2 separate regions of the Salmo salar genome follow, and region 2 is linked to region 1. The links are chromatin contacts, called in public Hi-C maps. All regions are on one chromosome and are shown on one strand. The core of a region is the stretch at or near the end of the contact, and the rest is flanking DNA. Distances in the headings are between cores, read along the strand shown. Region 1 holds the start of stub1 (STIP1 homology and U-Box containing protein 1). Region 2 holds the start of capn15 (calpain 15).

Region 1 (5,568 bases), core at 811-3,310:
GGCCTTGACCGACTGGGGGTCCATCTCCAGTGCGTGCTTGCAGTCCGCAAGGGCTTTGTCGTGCTGCTGCAGCTTCAAGTGGCACAGAGCCCGGTTGGTGTAGTACACCGCCACCAACGGGTTACGGTTCTGTTGGCAGGATACACACAAAACACAAACATATTGCACAGGCTACTGTTGTAAGGGTGCATCCGTCCAGCGTATAGGCTACTTTCTATACATACATGAATCTATTCACAATAGGTGAATAAGTCAGTGTCAATATCTCATGTCATACCCTTTCAAAGCAAGCGGACAAGTCTAGCCATGTCAGCTACTACTACATCATCTGGCAGAAAGGGAGGGAGGTAGCTCGCTACTCACGATGGCTTTGCTGTAGCAGGTGGCAGCCTCCTGGTACTTGCGGCAGAGGAACAGCCGGTTGCCCTGTTCCTTCAGCTCCTGTGCCGTGGAACTCTTCTCCGGGCTGCCTGCCATCTTCTCCGGTGGCTCCGCGGCGCCTGCTCCGCGCTGCTTCCCTATCCTGTTCCCCGTCTCTCCGGCTGGCTAGCTGTCAGGTGAAAGAATGGCCAGGCCGTCTGTTCTTTGTCTTCTCACCAACTACAAACGAAAGATGGGCAGCGTCATGCAACAGTCAATGCCTTGCTGCTGCAATGCACCTGCACTGCATTGAGCGCTTTTGATGAGGTGCAGTCGCTGTGGCAACTCATAAATTGAGCAGCAAATCCATGTCAAGTCCCGAAAGTTAGCTAGGTCAAGACTATAACGTTAGCTATGCTTGCTAACGTTGGTCCATGTCGCAACGGAAAAAATAAGGTAGTTAGCTAACCTAATATTGGACTAAAGGAGCAGAACATTACTCCTTACGCCAAGGAAGCCACAACAGTCAAATACTCAACTGCGGTACGGTTCTAGAAACATAAATCGCTCTACTTTCATATCACATCAAAATCATTTAACAAACTAAAAATACACACTGCCTGTACATCGTTTTAACCGGATATAACACAGTTCCAGCACAAAGTATCTTTCAGTGACAAACGTTTGTGTCTACCGTTTACACACAGGTGTTACGAGACGCACGTAGTTACAGTAATTAGCAGTTTGTCTGCCCACTGTCTGGTCTGTTTCCCGTAAACAAGAGCTGTAACATGGAAATGTGCCCGTGAGGGAGCAATAACACTATAAAAAGGTGTGTATCAACTTAACCTTTTGATTTATTTTATAAAATGATTTCTCGCCGATGTCAAAGATAATGTATTTATGCTTCCAAAATCGTACTGTTAATGTTCAGACCGAGCGTCGCTGCTCTTAACAAAACTTCACCCTACAGAAGACGCCTTCGTCCAATTATTTATGTGAAATGTACTGTAATGGAACTGTGAGTCATGGTCAAGGGCTAGCAACGGTGGTTAGCTAAGAAGGTAATTTAGCTAGCAAACTAACCTTAAAGCTAGCTAGAGTGGACTTTCCCCACCATGAGTTTGCGGTTGACTGAACTCGAAATTATGGCAAATGTATAGTACTTAGCTACATTGCAACGTCCAAATCCCTGAAAACCTCACACCACCCCCCCGCGAATAAACTACTAACGTTAGCTAACTTACTTTAGCTAACTAACGTTAGATGGTTAGCGAGCTAACGGCTAGCCTACCTCAAATATGCGGTTATTTATCTACTACTAGCTCTACACAACATAAACATCTGTAACCTCACCTTCTCAAAGTAATTTCACATACAGGCGGTTGATGTGCCAGTATCTTTCGATTTCAATTCTTAATTTATTTGCTTTTCCCATTGAGCTGTCACGACAGAGCTGACAAGAGCTAGCAAGTTTGTTTTTATGCTGACGTCATGATGTAGACGACGGAAACCCGCGAGGTACGCTTAAGTGAAAATACATGTCGAATAGATGGCACTCTTTGACATGTCATGAAATTATATATGCTCATGCAATTCAGAGCAATAATGGGTGTAAATGATACACGTTTTTAATATGTGTTATTTGATTCCGTATCATCAAAGTCAGGGTTGGTCTGATTGCCTTTCCGCAGCAACTGAGGCTCACATCACGTGTCTAGCTTAGCAGGGTTGGGTCTGACCAAGTTTCTGAAAGCAGCCCAGGAAGCGAAATTTCGTTTCATAGTATACCCGAAGGCAAAGTCATTGGGCGCGTTCGAGCGGATCACTTTTGTCATGACGTTGATCAACGTTGGTCACCGCCTTTCAACATGTGTTTGCATTATGGGTATAAACATTTTCCGACTTGCGACTACATGCATAGAGGAAGACCCAACTCGGTGGAAAATCTGTCTCCCTCCAGCAGATGGCGTTTTTCCGTTGTTTTTCCCCACCAAGCAAGGAGTTTTTTAATGGAGGTCAATGAAAGTCGAATTTGGTCAACAACAAAAAGTATGGCTTATTTGCTACGTCAGGTCTATTTGATTGAACAGAAGTTTCGTAATTCTTACGAGTGTACTGACATAAGTAGGACAATAAACACTTTATATTGGAATTGGCTATGCATATTCATGACATGGGGCTAGTAGCATAGCATCTCTCCATTGAATGCAGACGGTTGTCGTCAACAACCCTCTTCGAATATTCAAAAAAGGTTTACAATAATGAGATGTATCCAGCAATCCAAAGAAATTATAGGCGGGAGCTAGACAGCCTGCCGTGCCGCTTTGCGGACAACGACTCCCATTGTTAGGGTGGAGAGATGTATCTTGTCAGTATAGAGTACCACTGTATGGTACATTTCATTCAGCAAAATACTTTTTTCCCCCTAATTATCTTGCAAATCTCAATTTTGGATGAGACTGACTTTATGACCAACATGATCCTATTTACACTTTGTAGTACATTTTGACACTAGAATAAACGTTTGACTAATATTGATCCCATATAGGCCATTTTCTACCAGAGAAGTTGTTTGCCTTCAGTTTTGAGGGAGCGTCCAATTGGCATGCTGACTGCAGGAATGTCCACCAGTGCTGTTGCAGATAATTGAATGTTCATTTTTCTACCGTAAGCCACCTCCAAAGTCATTTTAGAGAATTTGGTATAATACCCATGAAACCTAGCGGTCTGTTACGTACCGGCTCAGAGTTCGCAACAAAAGGGAGACAACGTGACAAGGAGTATCAAAATATATATTTATTAAATAAAGTAACTAAGTAATTAACAATGGTGTGTGTAATCAGTAGTGTGTGTGTTTTGCATGCATGAATGTAATAATGCAAGGTGTTGAAAGGTGCCAAAGCAACAAAAAAAACCCCACAACTATCACAACTACCAAAAACAACAAGGTGTCTGCATGGCGAGAGTCTCCCCAATGAATGTGGAAGACGTCCATTTATCATGGGCCACACCCGGGCCCAGGTGTCTCCCATGTAGCTGACGACCCTCCCAACTCCGCCCACCGGCATCCTAATAAGGAAACAAGAGCAAAGAGAGAAAATACGGCAGACAGAGTGGGAGGGTCGTCACAGTCAGACAGGGAAATGGTTCCAATAATTTTCCTACCATACATTTAGGGGATTTTAGAAACACGTAAAATAAGGGCTGTGTTTCATGTAGGCTTACCCGGGCGTGATGTTTTGATAACTGTGTAAATCTCTCTAGGACAAGGTAGCTTTTATCAATATATTCACCTGTATTTAGCCCACCCAAAATGAAATGCTAATTAGCTGCTAATGTGGCTATAATAAAGAACTACAAATGCCATGATGATCTGGACGAGACTGCCGAATCAAGGCAAATGTAAGAATCTCTGGATTAACTATCTAATGTTAGCTAAATGTAGTAATTAATACATTGGCAAAATTTCTTTAAATGGACAGTTCTGAGAACTGTCTTGTGCAAATTTTACATTGACACAATACCTGTTAGGGAAGGTGTCAGCTAGAGATGATGTGCAGGAGCTTGCCGGGATTTGTAGTTTTGCGTGATTTTAACTTTGACGCAAATTTGCATTTTTTTTAAATCTGAGAGTAAATAGATCCAAATATATTGATAAAAGTCACCTTGTCCGAGAGAGATTTACATGGTTATCAAAACGTCACGACAGGGTAAGCCTACACGAAACACAGCCCTTATTTTAAAATGTTCTAAAATCCCTTATGGGAAAAATTCATGTTGGAAAAACTATTGGAACCATTTCCCTGTTTGACCGTTAGGTTTTATGACACCGCCACTGTCCATAACCTTTGCTATATATCAACTGCTTGACCTTTACAACAACCATGTCATCAAAGGTCATGAACGTTCAGAACCAAAGTATTGTGGGATACGACCTTCTGTTTTTTCGGAAGCAAAAAGCACTACATGCTGATAAATGGTTGATGTTGCCACCTATCATTGGGTATTATCAATGCATGTTTACTGTTTTGGGTGGATTACTATTTTGAACTTTAAGATGCACTATGCAGAAATAGCTCCGCCATTTCCTGGTTGCTAAAATTCTAATAGTTAATTTCAGTTTAGGTGACAAAACAAGCAAGTCTAGTGTAGAGAATCATTGTACCATTTAAACCGCTGTGAAATATATTTTCCATAACCAAAAATATGGTATTTTCAGCTGTTTGAAGCTGGTGTACAAAACCAAAACTAAAAGACGCAAAAACAAAACTTAAGAGCATGAAGCATAGAAAGTGCACATAGAACAGATCTACTGCTTCTTAGACTTGCTTTCAATGAGAAGGACAGATCTATTACTCACATTTCTATGTGAATTTTTCTGAGTCGCCCAAAAAGTTAAATATTGCAGCTTTAAATAATATTTTCCCTGACATCCTTACAATCTAATTAAATAGGCCTACATGTGATCCAAATGTTGAAATAAGTTCAGGAGTAAACATTTGCTTAACAACTCACATAACTGTGTGCAATAATAGTGTTTAACATGATTTTTTATGATTACCCCATCTCTGTACCCCACACATACAATTATCTGCAAGATCCCTCAGTCGAGCAGTGAATTTAAAACAGGTTCAACCACAAAACACCAGGGAGGTTTTCCAAGTTGAGGTTTGAGATACAAAGTAAAGAAACATGTTCTTGTACTCTTGAGTATTCTAAGTGCTCCTTTTTCTTTATTCTCCCGGATAGTCACCAGTTGAAGTATCCTGGGGTAAGGAATATTTTTGGGATTTTTAAGTCCCTCGTTTAAGCTGGGCGCGTTTTGGTGTACCTTCTTTCCAACGTTCTTGTATTTGTTTGTAAGTGTTGATTGTTAATCAACTCTGTCTGGTAAGACTTTTGCCATTCTGTTGACTTACGAGTTGTATTATTATTATTTTGTTGCAATTTTTTTATCTTTTCAGATCTCTCCAGAGATGTTCGATCGGGTTCAAGTCCGGGCTCTGGCTGGGGTACTCAAGGACATTGAGACTTGTCCCAAAGCTACTCCTGCTTTGTCTTGGCTGTGTGCTTAGGGACGTTGTCCTGTTGGAATGTGAATCTATGCCCCAGTCTGAGGTCCTGCGGCTCTGGGGCAGTTTTTCATCAAGGATCTCTCTGTACTTTGCTGCATTCATCTTTCCCTCAATCCAGACTAGTCCCCCA
Region 2 (5,568 bases), core at 964-3,463, 150 kb after region 1:
GAAAGCCAACATCACCCACAACAGAGAACGGTTGATTGTCAAGGGCAATGAATTCCATTATCTTGGCATTAATGGGTTTCGCCTTTGAGTTGTCTCGCTGAAATATTCTTACTCTTTCAAATGACTGCTCAACTTGTTGACTGCTCGATCCACACAGCAGACATTGTGGGCTAGGTTAGGAATGCTGTGTTTCACGTGTAGCGCTACATTTTACTTGGCGTCATTACGTCATGTATCTACGTTATATAGGTATGTACGTCAGCTTTGACATTGGTTTTGCATATCGGCATTAAACTAGACATCGGGCCAATGTTGGCATTTTTAGCTAATGTCGGCCGATTCCGATAAGGTCACCGATATATTGTGCATTCCTAAGCATAAGCCTTTCATTTTTGGGCTAGTTTTAATATGGAAAATGGTTAAAAAAATGTATCTATGCCTATATTTCTCAAAAATATAGACTCTTAGTTTTCATTTGATACCCAATTGATATGCTCCTATGAACTTCACATGTTTGTGCTCATGGATCCTTTTTGATGGAAATGGCCTGCATTTAGGTTGCCAGTATGGAATGCTGTCCTGACATAGAAGACAAACACAAGCGTTGTCATAGAACTTAAGAGTGGTGTGCATGTTCCCTGAAGCAAGGAGTGCTCTTCCATGTAGCAAGCTCCCTCTCAAACAGAAAGTGGTTTTCAGTAGACAAAATATGGCTATGGTGCAGTCTTCAAACACCAATTTGAAAGAGTAAGACATTTATAGATTGGAAAAGCATTACATACATTTATTTGGCAACGTTTCTTCCTTAGGCCATGTCGGTTCTATTTAGCATTTAGGAATCAGTTTGATTCTACTCTACTCTATGGTAAGCTAGCCTAGCCATAGCTGGCACCATGTAAACTGCAATTCCAACGCTTTGTTTTAACGTTAAGAAACGTCAATAATCATTGCTGGCGAAACGGTTTTCGAAACATATGGCCTTTATCTTTCATATCAGCAAGAAATAATCTTTCAAATAAAAAAAAAGATGCACTTACTGTAGCAACGTTTACAGATCCATACACTGTGTGCCGTGCTTGAAAAAGTACCCAATTATCATACTGGCGTAAAAGTAAAGATACCTTCATAGAAAATGACTCGAGTAAAGGGTAAAGTCACCCAGTAAAATACTACTTGAGTAAAAGTCTAAAAGTATTTGGTTTTAAATATAGCCTACTTTAGAATCAAAATTAAATGTAATTGCTAAAATATACTTAAGCATCAAAAGTTAAAGTAAAAATAACTTAAAATTCCATATATTAAGCAAATCAGACAGCACCATTTTATTACATTTTTTAAATTTACGGACTGCCAGGGGCACACTCGAACACTCAGAGGTCATTTACAAACGAAGCATTATTTTCTCTAGGAATGTAAGTTAGTGAAGTAAAAGTTAAAAGTAGTCACAAATATGAATTTATACTACAGATACCAAAACAACGACTTAAGTGGTACATTCAAGTATTTTTACTTAAGCACTTTACGGGAAGAAAATACCTTCATCAATAGGCGCTAAAGGTAGTTCGCGTCTATGAATGGGCTAGACTAGCCATACAGGGGCAAGCAGACAGTCAAAGCATATCATATGTTGCTTAGGTTTAGCTGGAGAGCAATGGCTAGTCCAACTACCATCACGTTCCTACCACGGGGAAATAAAATAACTTGCAACAAAGTTTATAAAAGCAACACAGCGTGACAGCTAAATTAGCTACAATGTAGCAGCAAGAAATCATTGCATAGTCAACCCATAGGATGACGCGGGACAGCGGGAGACAAGAAAGCCGGGGGACAATTGTAAACAAAGACAGCCACGAATATAGATTGGCATAATCGATATTGTCAAAGGTTTGAGTCCATTTCTGATTATACAATCTAGGTCGAAAGGATTCTTACCTCAAAACACGTAGCTGGTGATGTAAGGTTGAGGACAAGCTGCTCCTTTCTTGATTGTCGAACGTACTAACTTTTCTATATTAGCAGCCAAATGTTAAGTTCTATCCGAAATTGCAGTTTGATCTGCGTTAGCTGCTGAATACATTGTTCACCGTTACCGCCTCACTCCAGTGCATCCTTGAGCTATTTGTTTTACTAGCTAATATCTAATTTCTCGTTCCACTCCATCGAGTTAGGTATTGAATACAGTCATCATGTACGTTACCTCAAAAACACCAGGAAGGGGAATCTCCAAGGAGCCAAAGCAAAATAAAAGTACGTTTTCTACGTAGAGTTAAATCAGTTTAATTGTGTTTCTACGTTCAGTATGCGTAGAGTTCATTCGGGAATATGACCAAAATAACTACGTTTCCCTTGGTACACCGCAACTCTAATAAGTAGGATATCCGTTCCCCCTTTTTTTTACACAAATGTCGTCATCATTTGAATTTGACACTTTATTAAAATACCACTGTATTATTTTCTGACGTTGTTTAATACATATTGTATTATTGTATTGAGCACGTTATGCATAATGACTTAAGGTATTCTTGTTTTAGAATTAAAAATAATCATTATTATATTTTGGTTACAGGTAGCCTACATCTAATGTATTAGGCTACAACAGTTTACACACCATTCTATCAATAGGCACATAAAACATCACAAACAAACAAAACCCTACAGAAACCAGTGTTGGGGAGGAGTGAACTACAACTAGTAATTGGGGCAGCACTCTAAGGCACGGCATCTCAGTGCTAGAGTTGTCACTACAGACCCTGGTTTGATCCTGGGCTATCACAACTGGCCATGATCTGGAGTCCCATAGTGCGGGCACAATTGGCCCAGCGTCGTCCGGGTTAGGGGAGGGTTTGGCTGGGTAGGCCGTCATTGTAAATAAGAATTTGTTCATAACTGACTTGCCCGGTTAAATAAATAAAACAAACTCAATTTTGCAGTAGCTTAGTGGTAGTTGAACTAAATTTAAATATAGGTAGTGTTTTCAGTAGTTAATTAATTTTTTAACATGTAGCGGTGTAGCTAACTACTGGAACTAGCCTACACACTAACTACTGGAAGTATCCTACACACTACTTATTTTGCAAAAATAAAATATTGTTGTAGGCAAGAATGTCCTTTCTTTTCCGGCATCAGACCTGCCAAATTTTCACTTGAAACAGTTATTTTGTTTAAAAGGCCAAATTACACATTCTGTTAACATACACCAGGGTTGATCTGTTCTTGCAATTCGTAGAGTATGACATTTCAGATTTAGATATCATAATTTATCATGAAGTAGTTTGGATTTAGTGAACTACTTTTCCAAAGTAGCTTTAGTTAAGTAAACTATATTTTTCTTAAGGGTAGCTTTAGTGTACTTTTACTTCTTCCAGTGTGATATAATTGGTAGCTCGGTAAACTATATTTTCAGCGTAACTTCCCCAACACCGACAGAAACACATAAAACACATGTTTTACAAATACCAGTCAAATATCGAATCTCTTGGAATATCTTATTCAGTGCATTGTTAATTTTCCATTTCATTTCATGTTATGTGAAAATCACAGGGTCCCACAAACAAAGCCATAATAACTGTCCCGACTATTCTTATTATTTTTGCAGACATATGCTGTCATCTAGTGGCACTTACGTGCACCATTCGAACAAAACTAACAAAACTAACAGATATTATATTTAAGAAATACAAAGCTCTTCCCAACTCAGTTGACGCATATAGAATAGAATAGAATTTAAAAAAAATCTCCAGAACTAACTTCAGTTCTGGCATTGGTATTAATAAACATGTAACAGCAAGATACACCCCCCCAATTATTAATAGATATAGGGTCAACGTCCATGACATGCCTTGAGCGCGTTACACGCATATCGGGGTCTCAAATTCATCTCAGCTAATCCGAGTTGAAGATATCTCTTTAAAATGGTAATGTCAAAGTCCCTGGCTGTAGGCTAGGCATGAATGAATAGCCTAATATCATAAAGTAATAATGTTATCATTCACTAGATGTAAATTATAGACCTTTGAAGTCTCCTTTATGATGACAGTCTTTGAACTCATATACACATTTTTTTCATGGCCTTTAAAAAAAAAGGTAATCCCTTCGTGTAGAGTGGACTGATGCCAACAGAGGATTCTGTTTCAGCAATCGTAGGATAATATTTCATTTTAATGTCTGACTGCCTGAATAAAGAAATAGACCTAAAGAAAATAATAAATATTAGTATTATGTATTTGTTTTTACAATTTGTTAGAGGACATCTAACATCAATAAACAGTTTATACATATAATTAATGCAGGGGTTTTCTACGACATCAACATTTGCTAAAATCTGTGAAAGGGCTAATAACATATTTAACCAAAGACATGCCTTGTAAACGACTTTTATTTTACGTCAATGTAGGGCCTAAAGCTTAAATGCACAAACCCTTTTGCATAGCATGTGAAAGAATTTGTGAGCACGGATAATCTCTAATGCTGGTGTCACTCCATGTGTTTGAACCGCGGAAGGTTCAAGGATTATGTACGTCAGAGTTATGACTTTAAAGTGTGTCATGACAGAGATTGAACAGGGGCTATAGTATTCATTCTACGTCAATTGTACTGTAATACGTTTTGAACTGGTCCTAAAACCATTTGATTTATAATCAGATTTTGATCTCTCTTTCTCAATACAATAAATGGCACCGTTATCAAGTGGGAAATTAAAAGAAACTTCAAATTAAACATATTTTCTTAAAATAAGGGTTTTCGATAATGTATCAAAGGGCCCATGTGTGTCGGGAAACGTTGTTCAGGCGGAGTTCTAGTGAAGTGAGGCGGAGCGAGCAATCCTTTCAGGGATGAAACGCGGGCTGAAGAATAATGAATGAGAGAAAACTGGGCGGAGAAAGTTAGACTTGATTTTCACATGTCTCGAGAAATAAGCTCTTAGTGCCATGGTAAATTTACTTTTTTGGAGTAGTAGGACAGCTATTCTACAGTGGATATTTATTTGACTTTTATTTGACTGTAAAGTAGCCTAAATAAACGAACATTCTAAAACGGTCTGGACTGGAGTTAGCCACTTGGATTGGAAGACTTCTTTGTGAAGAAGGTATGTGAATGTGATGAAATGGGATTGGAACACATTATTTCTTGCGCTTGTCGCTTTGAAAGACAGTGCACTTGTTCTGCCTTTGTTTGACATTCCAGAGCTCTGGGTTATGATGCACTTTTTATACATTCCAAATGTAGCCTATGCTCCAATGTTTTAGACCAAGCAACTAATTACATAAGTAATTTATTCGGGTTTTTAGAGTGTGTATTGTTTTCAAAGGCCAGTAGCTCAGCGTACACACTGTTGTCATGACAATGCTACGGAAACAGCGCATGGCAAGTTTGTTAGCCGCTACTGCGTTGAACTTCTATTCAACTACAGCCATTCTAGGCACTTTACAAATCCACTCTCACTACAAACTAAGTCTACTTTCATTGGCTATGAAGTCTGGAATGTCATGGTTCATGACGCCAAATCTTTTAAATCCAAACGTTCTATTGGGTGTTAGCTAGGTTCTCAAAATGAATCTTTTTTTCTCT

Evidence for each region. Hi-C and Micro-C count contacts between places; a contact is called where the count stands out from the background.
Region 2: a Hi-C map of gill shows a contact between it and region 1, with 3 times the contacts expected there. The contact joins the promoter of capn15 here to the promoter of stub1 in region 1. A contact is called at or near these places in 2 of 3 Hi-C or Micro-C datasets (blood and gill).

The regions. Positions count from the first base shown.
Region 1 is chrssa19:57,919,657-57,925,224 of Ssal_v3.1, forward strand. stub1 (STIP1 homology and U-Box containing protein 1) reads right to left here and starts at 2,061. Exons shown (of 8, transcript XM_014158881.2): 1 at 1,717-2,061; 2 at 364-600; 3 at 1-129. The coding sequence starts at 477.
Region 2 is chrssa19:58,065,503-58,071,070 of Ssal_v3.1, forward strand. capn15 (calpain 15) reads right to left here and starts at 2,214. Exons shown (of 12, transcript XM_014158877.2): 1 at 1,933-2,214. It overlaps ankfn1b (ankyrin repeat and fibronectin type III domain containing 1b), which reads left to right and starts at 4,845. Exons shown (of 24, transcript XM_014158873.2): 1 at 4,845-5,086.